Regions from separate parts of the Danio rerio genome. Here region 1 is linked to region 2. The links are chromatin contacts, called in public HiCAR-type maps. All regions are on one chromosome and are shown on one strand. The core of a region is the stretch at or near the end of the contact, and the rest is flanking DNA. Distances in the headings are between cores, read along the strand shown. Region 1 holds the start of rps8b (ribosomal protein S8b). Region 2 holds the start of dio1 (iodothyronine deiodinase 1).

Region 1 (2,778 bases), core at 185-2,684, 160 kb before region 2:
GAATCTCTTGTTCCAACACATCCCAAAGGTGCTCCATTGGATTGAGAAATGGTGACTTTGGAGGCCATTTGAGTACAGTGAACTCATTGTCATGTTTATGAAGCCAGTCGGAGATGATTTGCGCTTTGACATGGAGTGTTATTCTGCTGGAAGTGGCCATCAGAAGATGGGTACACTGTGGTCATAAAAGGATAGACATGGTCAGCAACAATATACAGGTAGGCTGTGGCTCACCCTCCGAATGTAATGAGTGGTTGGACAGATGTACCTAATAAAGTGGCTGGTGAGTGTATATTAAACCCATAATATGACATGTGCATTTCTAAAAACAGAATATTGTCATTTTATTGTTTCAGCATTTTTTATAGGGCTGCTGAACACTTTTGTTCATATTTGGATGTATTCTTACTATGGTCTGGCAGCTCTGGGCCCTCATCTGCAGAAATATCTGTGGTGGAAGCGCTATCTCACCTCACTGCAGCTGGTATACACAAGACACACACATGTACATACACACACTGCTAATCTGGCTAATTTTAGTCCATTCATACATAAAAAAAAACCACTTTTACCTCATTTATTAACAATTTTACATCGATTTAAAATAAATTGCTTCAATAGAGATTAGTTGGTAGATTAATATGAACCACATCTCATTACAGGTCCAGTTTATTTTGCTGACTGTTCACACTGGATACAACCTCTTCACTGAGTGTGAATTTCCTGACTCCATGAATGCAGTTGTGTTTGCCTACTGTGTCAGTCTCATCATACTTTTCAGCAACTTTTACTACCAGAGCTACATAAAGAGGAAGAGCAAGAAGTCTTAACAGCATTTGAGCCACACGCTGGGGAGAGGAATAGACAAATGCTGCATCCCCTTACACATTCCATTACTGCATTCTTGGTGTTCTTTAGTGTTCAGGGTTAAAAGGATTTGTTAAACCGCTGACCTCATATCAGATATAGTATGTAAAGGTAATTTTTCAGGGATATATGCTACTTATGCTTTTTGCATTTGGAGAGAGGTGAAATGTCCAGCTTACATTATCAAAACCAAAATAACTTGAATGTAAATAAAGTGTAATGTCATTTTAAGTCACTATGATGGGTCAGATTGTTTTTCAGCCTTCTGCTGTCTAAATTGTCAATTAATACCAGTGACTGGCACTAGATGGCACCATGTGTACACGTGGGAGTACTGAAAGGATACAGGCAGCGTGTTGCCAAGTCCTTTATTTTCAACTATGTTTCTCTATTTTTGTTTTTGAAAAGATCCGTTTTAAATTAGATTAGCGGATTTAACTAAGTGGAACTCGCATACAGAGTGCAAAAGCATCCGTCGAGGACACCAAACGAACCACTTGATAGCGATTTGAAAAATTTATATTTTCAGTTGAAAGGGTTTTGCTTCAATGACCTGGCAACACGGCAAATTGTAGCCTCAAAGCGACCCAGGAATGGGTAAGTATTTATAAGGGAATAGCTTCAATACGCAGTTCTGTCAGCATTGTCGACATCGTCCAATACATAAATGTCAGATCATGTTATGGACATATAAACGTGATTTAGTGCTTTTGTGTATGAATAAACAGCATAGCATAATGGCGGTTCTTATTGCTAATCCAGAAACTATTACATGTCTAGCTCTCCCTGTATTTGTTTTTCCACCACTAACAGTAGTGAAAATCATGATCGGAATGTACTGAACCATCAAAAATATCCAGCACTGGTATTTCGCAGCTCAATATCTGCGACAGTTGCAATGCGCAGATACAACGCTTCCTTCTACGTTAGATACTGAAAATAACAATAACATCGTCAAGACAGACTGACCTAGCCTAAACAGTTTGTAGCTTACATTGAAATAGATAAAAAGAATAACAAGGTCTATTCATAATTTCACTTTATCCAAACCATAATGACACTGAACTCATTTATTTATTCTGTTGGTATCTGTTCTCTTCAGGAATCTCCAGGGATCACTGGCACAAGCGTCGTAAAACCGGAGGAAAACGGAAGCCGTACCATAAGAAAAGAAAGTATGAGTTGGGTCGGCCTCCAGCAAACACAAAGGTGTAATACTTTACTCTAGGCATCAAACTCAGTTCCTGAAGAGCCACAGCTCTACATAGTTTTGTCTTAACCCAAACTAATTGAGCCCTTAAGGCTTGTTTTAAACCTCCAGGTTATTGTGTTTAAGCAGGGTTGGAACTAAACTGTGCAGAGCTGTGGCCCTCCAGGAACTGAGTTTGACACCTCTGCTCTAGTAGAACTCGTTAGGCTACTACACGTCTCTTTATCTATAGATCATGGGTCTCAAACTTGATTCCTGGAGAGCTGCAGCTCTGCACAGTTTTGCTCCAACTCCAATCAAACACAGCTGATGCAACTAATCAAGGTGTTCAAGACTACTAGAGACTATTAAGCAGGTGTGTGTTGGAGCTAAACTACGCATAGCAGCGGCCCTTCAGGAATTGAGTTTAGACCTTGCTATACATGGATATGTTATGCAGAGAGACAGTCTATATTACAAAACTGTTTCACACAATATGAACAGCAGAAATCAAATAAACAATTGTAATTATCTTTAAACCTTTTAGATTGGCCCCCGCCGTATTCACACGGTGCGCGTGCGTGGAGGAAATAAGAAATACCGTGCACTGAGGCTGGACAGCGGAAACTTCTCCTGGGGCTCAGAATGTGAGTGAGCATCTCTGTCCATTATATTTCTTCCTTCTTCCCCTCCGTCATTCCTTGCTTCCTTCCTTCCAGATT
Region 2 (2,885 bases), core at 285-2,784:
CTTTCTATTTTATGAAGTAAAAGAAAAATGCTTGCAGAGAGCCTAGTTGTGAAATATGTACAAAAAGTTGTTCTCAAACATACCAACAGTGACATCTTATGGACATTTTTAGATTCTAAAACTGACAAGTCTGGGCTTCTGATATGACAAGCCTCTAGCCAGCCGGGTAAATAGAGTGGTTCTTTTTGTGGACTTAAAGTGGACTTTTTGCAGTTATTCGTTTATTTTTCAATTTTTCATTTAATTAGGAGGTTTAAATACTGCGTTTTAGCGACATTAAGCACATATAAATAATTAATTTTTTTGCTAGATTAGTTTGGCAGATGGTCACTTTTGGATGTATTAAACATTTTCTAAAGATTTAGAACAGAGAAATATGAAAAATAGGCTACGTATAGTTAAAAAACAAATTCATTACAATATATTTTACTTGGGGTAAAAAAAATAGGAATTTGTTACAATTTTTTATTAAAAGCTGTGGCCTGCTGTCATGTATTAGCTATTAACAAACTGGCCCAAAAAAAAAAAAAAAAAAAAACTCTCCAGTCAGAATTTGGCCATTTGAGTAATAAAAAATTATAATAATGATAATTTCAGTTTCAACGGGATTCAGTTTATTAGTTTTGGCCAGTGCAAACTATTATTTTTTTATCAATCCAACATCCATTTTTGCAAGAAAACATACAATTGGATGCAAGTGAAGTCTTCTTCACTACTGTATTGTTTTTAAATAGAAAAAAACATTTTACAAGTAACTTTTATTCTAAATGTTGAAACTTATTCATGAAACAAAATATCCATAAAAAGCACCAAAAGTAGCGCGTATTAATATAATTTGAGAACTAATTGGGCTAGTGTTATTAAGTTACTGACTGAGAAAAGTTGAATGTGCTGGCCAGTTTGTTATTTGTCTAATAAATGGCAATAAGCTAGTTTTTAATTCAAAACTTTAACAGACTCTTATTTTTTCTAATGAGATATGGTTGTATTTTAAAAATAAGTATTTAGTAATTTTTCTATATTCTAAATCTTTAGGCAAAAATTTGGTATTAAAATGCGTCTTTATGATGACCACCCGACAAGCTAATCCAACTTTAAATACTTATTAAAATGTGACTAAAATGCAGTATTTAAATCTTATAAATATATAACAAATGAGGCGAATAACTGCAAAAAGGTACACATTTTGAGAGAAAAAAACACCCCTTATATCAGGCTGGTTACAGGACTGTAACGCCTGTTTCACACCGCAAGCGTCAGCGGCGCGTGAGCAGAGCGTGTAACTTTTTATATAATCTTATTTTATAAACTTAATCTTACACAATATCAGTATTTCTGCTTTATTTATTTTTTACCGAAAACCGGTCCTTAAACATGTGCAGGCAAATGTTTAGATGTAATCAGTAGTATCGCCATGAGTATCGAACATTTAATAGAGCCAAAAACTTATGGAATTCTATCTCATGAATAGTAATTACGCAGAGTGACGTTCTGACGCAACTAATAAATAATCATGAGCGAAGGCTTTGATTCGATTCTCCTGATCTCCGTGATATAATGTTGTGTTTTAGAGGATGGCACGCCTCTTTGGTAAAGCAGGCGAACTTTGATATCGTTTTAGTTGGTGAAGTGTTTACAGCACGACGCGTGCACTCGCAAATCTCTCACGATGGGGTCCGCAGTGGGATTTGCGCTGAGAAAACTTTTTGTTTATATATCAGCCGTGTTGATGGTGTGCGCTGCGATCCTGCAGATGTCCATGTTGAAGCTCCTGTCATTTATTTCCCCTGGACGCATGAGGAAAATCCATATGAAAATGGGGGAGAGGTCCACGATGACCCAAAACCCCAAATTCAGATACGAAGACTGGGGACCGGCTTTCTTCTCTCTGGCGTTCATTAAAACCTTGTTCTTCGTCAACTGGTGCTCGCTGGGCCTCGAGGCGTTTGAGGGACACGCCGCTCCGGACAGTGCTTTAATTACCCTGGACCGACAGAAGACGAGCGTTCATCGTTTTCTTAAAGGTACAGTAAATAACATGCAAATTATTATCATGTTAATCTAATAAATATGATAATAATTTGCATAACGTATTTACTTCATAGGCATCTTTTTGTCTCTAGGTAGGATGCATATGAAGTAAATAAATTATGTAAATTATATATGTATTAGAATAATTAGAATATTTCCAATATGTTAGAAATGGATATTAAATAATAATTGTTGTTTTAATCTAAACTGACTGCACAACTCTACGATTTAGTTCCACTTGCTTAGTGAATATTGATTTTCTTAATTAAAATAACTAAACTTACTGCACAATTAATATTTTATTTTAACAATATTTTATTATTTATTATTATTGCACTATTTTAATTAAGCTCTCAGGTCACAGGACTTTTTTTGCATTTAATTATTTGCTTATTACATTAAATTACATTTATTTTAATGTTATAAATTTATAATTACTATTATTAGTAGCAAGTTTGGTTATCATATGTGAATTTGTTTTGATTTTATTTAAATTATTATATTATTTTAAAATTATAATTCTTATTATATTTATAATAAATCATTATATGAACGCTACTGTACTGATCCATTCTTCATTTGTTTTTTTAAAGGTAATCGTCCACTGGTTCTGAGTTTCGGAAGCTGCACCTGACCCCCGTTTCTCTACAAACTTGACGAGTTCAAACAGCTTGTCAAGGACTTCAGCAATGTCGCAGATTTCCTCATTGTTTACCTTGCTGAAGCTCATGCAACTGGTAATAACAATCACAATACTGTAGCAAGTTTACAGCAGCCTTGATGCAACAATAGGATGTGTTTATATAACGCAGAGTCATTTGCATAATTGTTATAGATGCATGGGCCTTTAAAAA

Evidence for each region. HiCAR-type assays count read pairs that join an accessible place to other places.
Region 1: a HiCAR-type map of caudal fin shows a contact between it and region 2, with 9 times the contacts expected there. The contact joins the promoter of rps8b here to the promoter of dio1 in region 2. A contact is called at or near these places in 5 of 18 Hi-C or Micro-C datasets (caudal fin, embryo, fin fibroblasts and 2 more) and 2 of 4 datasets of contacts at active chromatin or transcription factors (caudal fin and embryo).

The regions. Positions count from the first base shown.
Region 1 is chr8:20,058,337-20,061,114 of GRCz12tu, reverse strand. rps8b (ribosomal protein S8b) reads left to right here and starts at 1,434. Exons shown (of 6, transcript NM_001134683.2): 1 at 1,434-1,464; 2 at 1,970-2,076; 3 at 2,604-2,703. The coding sequence starts at 1,461. It overlaps elovl8b (ELOVL fatty acid elongase 8b), which reads left to right. Exons shown (of 8, transcript NM_001204524.1): 7 at 357-484; 8 at 663-1,103. The coding sequence ends at 830.
Region 2 is chr8:19,900,992-19,903,876 of GRCz12tu, reverse strand. It overlaps dio1 (iodothyronine deiodinase 1), which reads left to right and starts at 1,534. Exons shown (of 5, transcript NM_001324404.1): 1 at 1,534-2,024; 2 at 2,625-2,768; 3 at 2,867-2,885. The coding sequence starts at 1,670. The region is part of intron 1 of glis1b (GLIS family zinc finger 1b); the gene reads right to left.